Regions from separate parts of the Mus musculus genome. Here region 2 is linked to region 1. The links are chromatin contacts, called in public promoter capture Hi-C maps. All regions are on one chromosome and are shown on one strand. Each heading gives the region's core, a stretch centred on a gene start, on an enhancer-like site or on the middle of the called end of the contact. The rest is flanking DNA. Distances are from core to core; before and after follow the strand shown.

Region 1 (4,099 bases), core at 557-3,056:
ACCTCAGGAAATAGGAGTTTTCAGGGACCCCCAGAATGCACCAGAGACCTGGGAGGTGAGAGACTCCAGGACTCATAGGGAGAAGGAATTTATAGAGCCCACCTCCAGCAGGAAGACAGTATCAAGTGAGAGATGGGGTTGCCATCCCACAGTCACACCTCTGATCCATAATTGTTTCTGTCTGAAAGAATTACTGGGATAGAAATGGAGAGGAGCCTGAGGAAAAGAAGGTCCAGCGACAGGCCCAAAGTGGGATCCAGCTCAAGGGGAGGTCCCAGGGCCTGACACTACTACTGAGCCTATGGAACGCTCACAAAAAGGGATCTACCATGACTGCCCTCCAAAGGACCCAACAAGCAGCTGGAAGTGTCGGATGTAGTTATTTACACTCTACCAATGGACAGAAGCAGCTGACCCCTGTTGTGGAATTAGGAAAGGCTGTAAGAAGCTGAGGAGAAGGGCGATTCTGTAGGAGGATCAGCAGTCTCAATTAATCTGGATTCCCGAGATCTTTCAACACTGGACCACCAAACAGACATCATACACCAGCTGATATGAGGCCCCCAACACACATACAGTAGAGGACTTCCAGGTCTGTGTTCATTCAGAGATGATGCACCTAACCCTCTAAAGACTGGAGGCCTCAGGGAGTTTAGAGCTTAGGTGGGGCTGGGTGGGGGTGGGGAGGTGTGGGATGTGGAGCAGTGGGAGGGTGGATGGGGAGGGGTGGGGAATGGAATATGGAGTGTAAAAAATGAATAACAAATAAAATAAAATTAAAAAAACTTAAAAATTTTGTATAATACATTTTTGTTAAATATTGCTGACAAGCTTTTAGAAGTGAATTGAATCTAGTCAGTTTTTTCAAATGTAGTGGCGAGATAGGAAACATTCAGGTAATAGACATGTCTGCCTTACAGCTCTACTACTGAGTCTCAAAACTCTCACCTGTACAGGGGAACACCAGGGCCAAAAAAATGGGAATGGGTGGGTAGGGAAGTGGGGGGTATGGGGGACTTTGGGGATAGCATTGGAAATGTAATTGAGGAAAATACGTAATAATAATAATAATAATAATAATAATAATAACTCTCACCTGTAACATCACAGTGAGTCTCTGTAATTCCTCTACACATCGTGATTGGATTGCCCAGTGGTTTTATAACTCTCAGCTGCGTTCTTGTTGGTTTTCTTCCTATTGTCAAGAGTCGTTTATTATGGCAAGGTAACTATATAACCATCTATAGACACATCTTAGTCTTTGTTCCTTATTACCAGAAATTCCAAGAAGTCTGTGTAGGCCAGTTTGCCTTAACAGACTTGTTTATAGTTTTATTTTAAACATTTAACCCATTTTTGTTTTTTTTTTGTTTTTGTTTTTTTTGAAAAGTTTTATTGATGTTTGGTTTATAGATGACAAGTTAGTCTATTTGAAATTTATAATTCAATGGCTTTGATATCTTAAGAATCTAAAAGTTATAAAATGTATATACACCCCTTTTAAATGGTTGGTGGTATGTATGGAGACAGAGGCTCAGGCAGCACAAGCAGACCTCAGGCTTGCTGTGCAGCTGAGGATGGTGTTGAGTTCCTGGTGCTCCTGCTTCTACTTCGTAAACACTGGGATTACAAGTGCCTGGGCTCTGCTCTAACTATTTTTAAATGTACATTTCAGAAGCATTATATTTATGACAGTGTAAAACCATTATTGCGATCTTATCTCGAAAACTGCGTCATTATCCAAACAGAAATCCAGTGGTCACTCCGTGGCTGTGCTTCTCCTGCTCTTCGCTCCTGGTGGTGGACTCTGTTCTCAGTCTCTATGCAGCTTCCTGTTCTGAGTAGTTCATAAAAATTAAACCACACAGTATAGCATATCTGGCTTATTTTACTTAAAATGTTTTCAAGATTCAGCTATATTGTAGTATGTATCAGATTTTTCTTTCATTTTAAGGTTGGATGATAATTTTACTGTGTGTATTATTCTACATTTCTTACTGCATTAATTTGTTGATAGACATTTGGATTGTTTCCACCTTTTGGCTGTTGAATAATAATGTAGTGAGCACTGATGAGCAGGTAGTTTGAATTCTTCTTTGAGTTGTTTGGGTATCTAGAAGTAGAATTGTTGGGTCCTACAGTAAACCTATTTTTAGCTTTCTTTGATGAACCATCTGTGTTTTCAAGGCAGCAGAACCCTAGGTAGCCCTACAAGCAATGTGCAAACATTCTGATTTTCCCACATCCTTGCCAACATTTGTTGTTTTGATTTAGCTTTATTTAATTATTTAAAAAATAGAGTGTGCAGTGATAACTCGTTGTGCTTAGGTTTGCATTTCTCTAATGATTAGTGGTGGTGATCTTTACATTGGTTTGTTGGCTATTTATATATCTTGTTGGTGAAGTGTTATTCAAACTTTGCCAGGTTTTGGATTGGATGTTTTTTGTTGTGTTTTCATATCTTCTAGTATTAATCCTTTATTTGATGTATATCTTGCGAATGTTTTTGTTATTCTTTGGGCCTTTTCTCCTCTATCCTGACAGTGTCTTAATAGTGTCTTAAATAAAAGTTTACATTTTGACGAGATGCAGTTTATCTATTATTTTTGCTGGCATATTTTGTTTCATATATCAGAAATCATTGCCATATCTGATGCCATACAGATTTTCTCATGTGTTTTCTTCTAAGACTGTTATAACTTCACCTTCTTAAAATTTTTCTTTATTTAATTAAAACATTGATTTCATTCAGTATATTCTGATCACACGCCTCCCATTCCCCATCTCCTCTTAGATCCTCTTCACCTCTCCACCTACCTTGCTCCGTGCCTTTTACTTTTAGGTGTTTGACTAATTTCAAGTTAGTTTTGTGTGTGATACAAAGTAAGGACCAAGATCATTATGTGTGTGTCTATGTGCATGTGCACACATGTGCGAGCATGTGCACAGGCACACATGGAGATCAGAGGTTGATGGCAAGCATCATCTTCAATCATTCTCCACGTTATTTAAACATCTTTATTACTATTGTCACGAGTGTACACATATGCCCAGTTGTCTTGATTTTTGTTTTCTTGTTGGATTGTCCTGACACCCATTCTAAAACCAATTGAACACATAGGTGTGTTTCTGAATATTTTGATTTATTCTGTTGATCCATAAGTCATTATACCAGAACTGTACTGTTTTGATTATTGTAGTTAGTCTTACAATTAGGATGTGAGGCACGTTTCTCTCACTTACAGATTGTTGTGGCTATTCAGTCTGTACTGAGATTTCATATGAGTTTTAGGATATGTTTTCTATTTTTACTAAAAGCTCTACTACAGTTTGTGAGGATTTTCCTGACTCAGACGGTTGCTTGGATATAATTGTCATCTTAGCAGTATTAAATCTTCACAGTTTAGAACATGGAATATCTTTCTGTTCATTTAAGCTGCATCTAAATTTTTTTAAAGCACCATTTTATACTTTCAGTATATAAAGGTTTCGCCTCCTTTGTTAAATTTGTTCCCTAACTGCTTTATAATTTTTATTTGTTTTAAGACTGGGTCTTACTATGTAAACCTGGTTTAACTGAAACTCTCTTCTTATATAGTCAAAGGCTAGCTTATATAGTCAAGGCTAGCCTCAAATTCAGAGTGATACACCTACTCCTGCCTACCAAATGCTGAAGTTAAAGGCATACACTGCCCCACCTAGCTGCTTTTTTTATTTTCTTGTAAATGTAATTAAACTATTTTATAATTATTCACTGAAAATATAGAGGAAATTTTTATTTCTTTCTATTTTCTGAGTCAAGATTTCATTAAGTAGGCCTGACTAGCTTGAACTCCGTCTCCAGCCCAAGCAGGCCTTGGACTTGTAAGCCTCATCCTCCGTGGAGCTGGTATTGTAGGTAGGCCTGTCCCACTAGCCTGCCTTTATTAACTTTTTTTTTTTAAACATTTTTAATGAGCTTTATTTACATCTGATAGAAATACACTGACTTAAAGTAGACAATTTACTGTGTTTAGTTTATTTGTGGTTGTGTCATCACCACAGCTTAATTTTAGGCCATTTTTTACCACACCCCAGCAAAAATCCTCCATCTATTAGC
Region 2 (3,962 bases), core at 86-2,585, 200 kb after region 1:
TAGAGTCCTGCCTGCATAGTTCTCAACCAAATTTGCTCTTGGGGGTATTTTGCAATGTCAGGGGACATTTTCAGTTGTCACAATTGGTGGGATTGGGTGGCCGTGGGGGTGTCACTATTTGTCTAGTAGTACAAGCCAGGGATTCAGCTACACACCCTGCATAAGATAAGCAGGCACAGTAAACAAGATTAGGTCCAACATGTTAATAGTCTGGAGTTGGGAAGTTCTGTCTCAGGTGGTTCATTAGCTCAGAGAATGCACAGATTGCCTGCCTCGCTTTTGCTTTGTGTCACCTGGTCCACAAGTGGTCACAATTCAGCTGTCTTCATTATTCACAAGGCTAAATATAGCATCCAAAGCTACCCTCGGAGTCGTACAGACACTGCTCTTGTAAGCCAACAAACCCCTCTAGCCTCTTCTCAGAAGTGCCTTCCTCACTCCAAATGTTTCCCAACAACCTCCCTGCCAGCATGGCCGCCAGCCACAGCACAACTGGATGTCTGTCATGATCACTAGTCCAAATCCTCCGGCAAGAAGGTTGGCCTGACACACCCCAGCTCCAGAGTCCCGTTCCACAGACACCAAGTCCAAGTGAGCCTAAATCAATTTTCTACAGTGCTGCAAGCCCAACCCAGATTGGATGTCTGCACACAGCCTCTGCCCCTTCAGGCTGCCTAGCCAATGAAGGGTCCCAGAACCCAGACCCGCCCCTACAGCGTTCTCCCTCTGTCCCCTCACACTCTGAAGGTGGCTTGGTTGAGTTATGTGACAGCTTCTGTGCAAGAGAGTGCAGGAGCTGTCAAAACTGGTAGTGTGGCCATCAGTGTCTGGGAAAAACAAGAGGACGGACCAAAAAGAAACGAAGAAAAAGGAACAAGGAAGGGACTTCTTCCCAGACTTCACCCCAGCCGTGAAACCCAACAGCTGGCTCGGGCTTAGAAGTTGTAGTTCTGACACAAACTGCAGCCAGAGCACACAGTTCGAGGGTCTGAGAGTTCAGAACATTATTGGGAGAAAGGCAGCCACGTGCGTGGACGACGCAGAGGCCACAAGCAACCCTCTGCTCGCTGAGCCAGACCCGGGTCGGGAAAGGGCTGCACCGTACGCAGGCCGCACTGTCACTTGAAAGTATAAGAAGGGACCCCGGGGTGCTGAGGTTAGCAGCGGGCCGGCAGGCGACAGCCTTACCGGGCTGCAGGAAGGTAGCTCCTCCGTCCGCAACGCAACGCCTCCGCGCGCTCGCCCCGCTGCGAGCGCTCCGCACACTCTCCGCTTCTGTTTACCTTCTAGCCCGGGTGCGCACGCCGCGCTCCGCTTGCCCCGCCTCCGAGCCCTCCCATTGGCTGAGCCGCTGTTTGTTAGCTGCCCCGATGCCACAGGACGCAGTGGGAGCGTGCTTACCGCGTGCGCAGCTCACAGCCAATAGGGACTGAGGGTGGAATAAAAGCAACCAATGAGAGGCCGCCCTTGAAGGCCGCGGTCCCTAATCTGCCTGTTAGCTGTCTTTTCTCCCGGGCAGGGAAAAAAGCCTGCAGTTGTTCTGCGCCTGCGTTCTGAAGATTGACAAGCGTTCACCTGGCAGCCACGTGAGGGTCGCCTGGGTACCGACGCTAGCTCAGCTTCCTAGGGGTCGGGCCGGGAAGACCTCAGAAGTTTTGATGGGACCACAGAGGAACCCCCCAGGCCCCCGCCCCAGGACCTAGACTAGGCCCGGGTTGGTTTTTTGGTTTGGTTTGGTTTGGTTTGGTTTTTTGCCATGTGATGAGGCTTCTGCCTGGGTTCCTCCAAAAGCACTTGGCCTAGGGAAGTGTTATGGCGCTGACACCAAAGTTCTATACCCTTCAGCTCTGTATTTAGACTAATTGTGCTTGCTTATTATGAGCGCCAATAAAAAAACAATCCTTTTCCAAGGTGAAAAACAGCCCTGAGGAGTGCACTCAACACACACAACATTGACCCACAACATCCCTAAGGGACTGCTGACCCAGAAAAGATAGGGTTGCGACAGGTCCATGCCACCTTTGTACCAAATGGGAGAAAATACCTAGCCTTGGGGCCTTTCCAAGATGCTTCCGTGCCAGCTCAGCCCTTTCGCCCAGCAATGCTAGGCCAGCTTCCCTCTAACGAACCTAAGACAATCGCTCGCTTCTCCCATGGTTTATTTTCCGTTTTTCGACAGATTGATATGATTTGGACCATGTTTCAAACAAAACAAAACAAAAACTCTGAAAGTATTCTCTATGCTTACTGTCTCCACTTCTTTTTCCATCCTTCTCCACAAAATCAATCTAATAAGGCTTCGATAGTTCGGATCTTGAATATTTTTTCCTCAAAGACCACTTTGGTCCCAAAGGGAAGTAGGCATAGGGAGGCTGTCAAACATTTAGGAAGTATGGCCTGATGAAAGAAAGTCACATCACTGAGGTTGTGACTTTATAGGGAATATTAGGACCTGGGAGCCTTCTCTGCTCCCATGAGAAGCCAACAGCTACCATGAGGTGAGCAGCTCTGCCCACTACACCATCCTACCATGACTTGCTGCTTCATGAGAGACCCCAAAGTCACAGCCCAATGGACCAAGGCCTAAATAAATCTTTCCTATTTCTAAGTTGGTTATCTTGAGTATTTTGCTGCATTATAGAAAGCTAAGGCTTTTCTGTTTAAAATACAGGCTTTAAGCATGCAGATTGCTAGTCTGATCAAAACTGAGATGGGCTCTGCCATTATTTCTTGAGTCTCTCTGCCCAGGCTTATTTCTCCAAGACTCCCACTGTCTGTACTCCTATCCTTGGTGTTAGTCCCTGGGGTTGACGCTCTATTCATTTTCCTTCTTTTCCAAGCTGGGATAATGTCCATGGACTTATTTCCAGGGGTGGTCTTTCCCCAGCCTGCTCGGCTCCACAGGTAAACTAGTCACTTCACTCACCGTGGGTTTCAACCCCAACACATCTTATTATTCTTATTGTTTCCTTGTGTCTCTATTTTGGGGCACATCATTCTCCTACTTTTGTCTTGGTTTATTTTTTAGACATGCTTCCGATCAGTTCTTTGAATGTTTTTGAAATAGATGATCTAAGGGTTTTGCCTAGATAGTTAGCCCAGGATCTTTTTTTATTTCCTCTGTGTTTATTACTGTAGCTCTGTGTGTCTTGTACTGCTGTTAAAATCTGGCTATCTTAACACAACATGGCATCTTTGGAAATCAGATTCTCCCCAGGAGCCCTTATAATTGTTGTTTAGTAACTTTTCAAAACTAATATGGGAAGTCTGTGGGGTGTGTGTGTGTGTGTGTGTGTGTGTGTGTGTATTATGTGTGTGACTATTAACACATCTACTTGGCTTACTGATCAGGTAAGAGGATGGACACAGATTTTCCTAAATGCCTGGAACCAGCAAGTTACCTGCCTCATACCACTGGTTGCTTGTTGGGGCCTGCCTTCAACACTCAGCCAAAAGGTTGACAACTCTACCTTAACCTAAACTTCCTGCTTGCACAATCTCTGGGGCACTCAGAGGTGAAGGCTAAGGGCCTCCGCCAGTTCTTCCTGACCGTAGCATGGCCCAAGCACAAGCATATGTGGACATGTCAGTCACTTCAAGATTTTGATTAGTCTGTGTTTACCCAAACTACGGAAGACAGCTGAGCTACACAGTTAAAGATGGTTAAGGCTTAAGTAAAAATGAGGACTCTTTAAGGGGGCCCTCCTTTTACCCCCAGGTCGTCAAAGGATGGCAGTTTTGTAAGGAGAAGGCTTCATATTCCCAGCTTCGTTTTGCTCCCTGAGGTGGTAGCCTGGATGCCCCAGGGATGCAGGTTGTTGTTTTCAAGACCTCCATGCAGCTGGTGTGAGTAAGGGGCTAAGAATAGAGCAAGCTGAAAACTCTAGTTTGCTACAAACATTCTGTGAGTTGCCAAAGTTTGAAGAAGAAGAAGGAGGAGAAGGAGGAGAAGGAGAAGAAGG

The links. Promoter capture Hi-C pulls out the DNA fragments that hold promoters and counts their contacts.
Region 2: a contact with region 1 is called in a promoter capture Hi-C map of liver, with 2.3 times the contacts expected there. The contact joins the promoter of Coq8a here to the enhancer-like site in region 1. A contact is called at or near these places in 10 of 39 promoter capture datasets (3T3-L1-derived adipocytes, embryonic stem cells, fetal liver and 7 more), 1 of 484 Hi-C or Micro-C datasets (nephron progenitors), 1 of 115 datasets of contacts at active chromatin or transcription factors (pancreatic cancer cells) and 1 of 9 other capture datasets (pancreatic islet).

Annotation. Positions count from the first base shown.
Region 1 is chr1:179,990,270-179,994,368 of GRCm38.p6, forward strand. The region is part of intron 1 of Cdc42bpa (CDC42 binding protein kinase alpha); the gene reads left to right. Among named protein-coding and RNA genes, the nearest start is that of Cdc42bpa, 32 kb to the left of the region's middle. Within about 2 kb of position 1,807, at least 17 of the 459 cell types and tissues checked have an H3K27ac peak or open chromatin away from gene starts, as enhancers often do. A contact at or near this core is called in liver and pancreatic islet, where this site is marked.
Region 2 is chr1:180,194,685-180,198,646 of GRCm38.p6, forward strand. Coq8a (coenzyme Q8A) reads right to left here and starts at 1,336. Exons shown (of 15, transcript NM_023341.3): 1 at 1,189-1,336.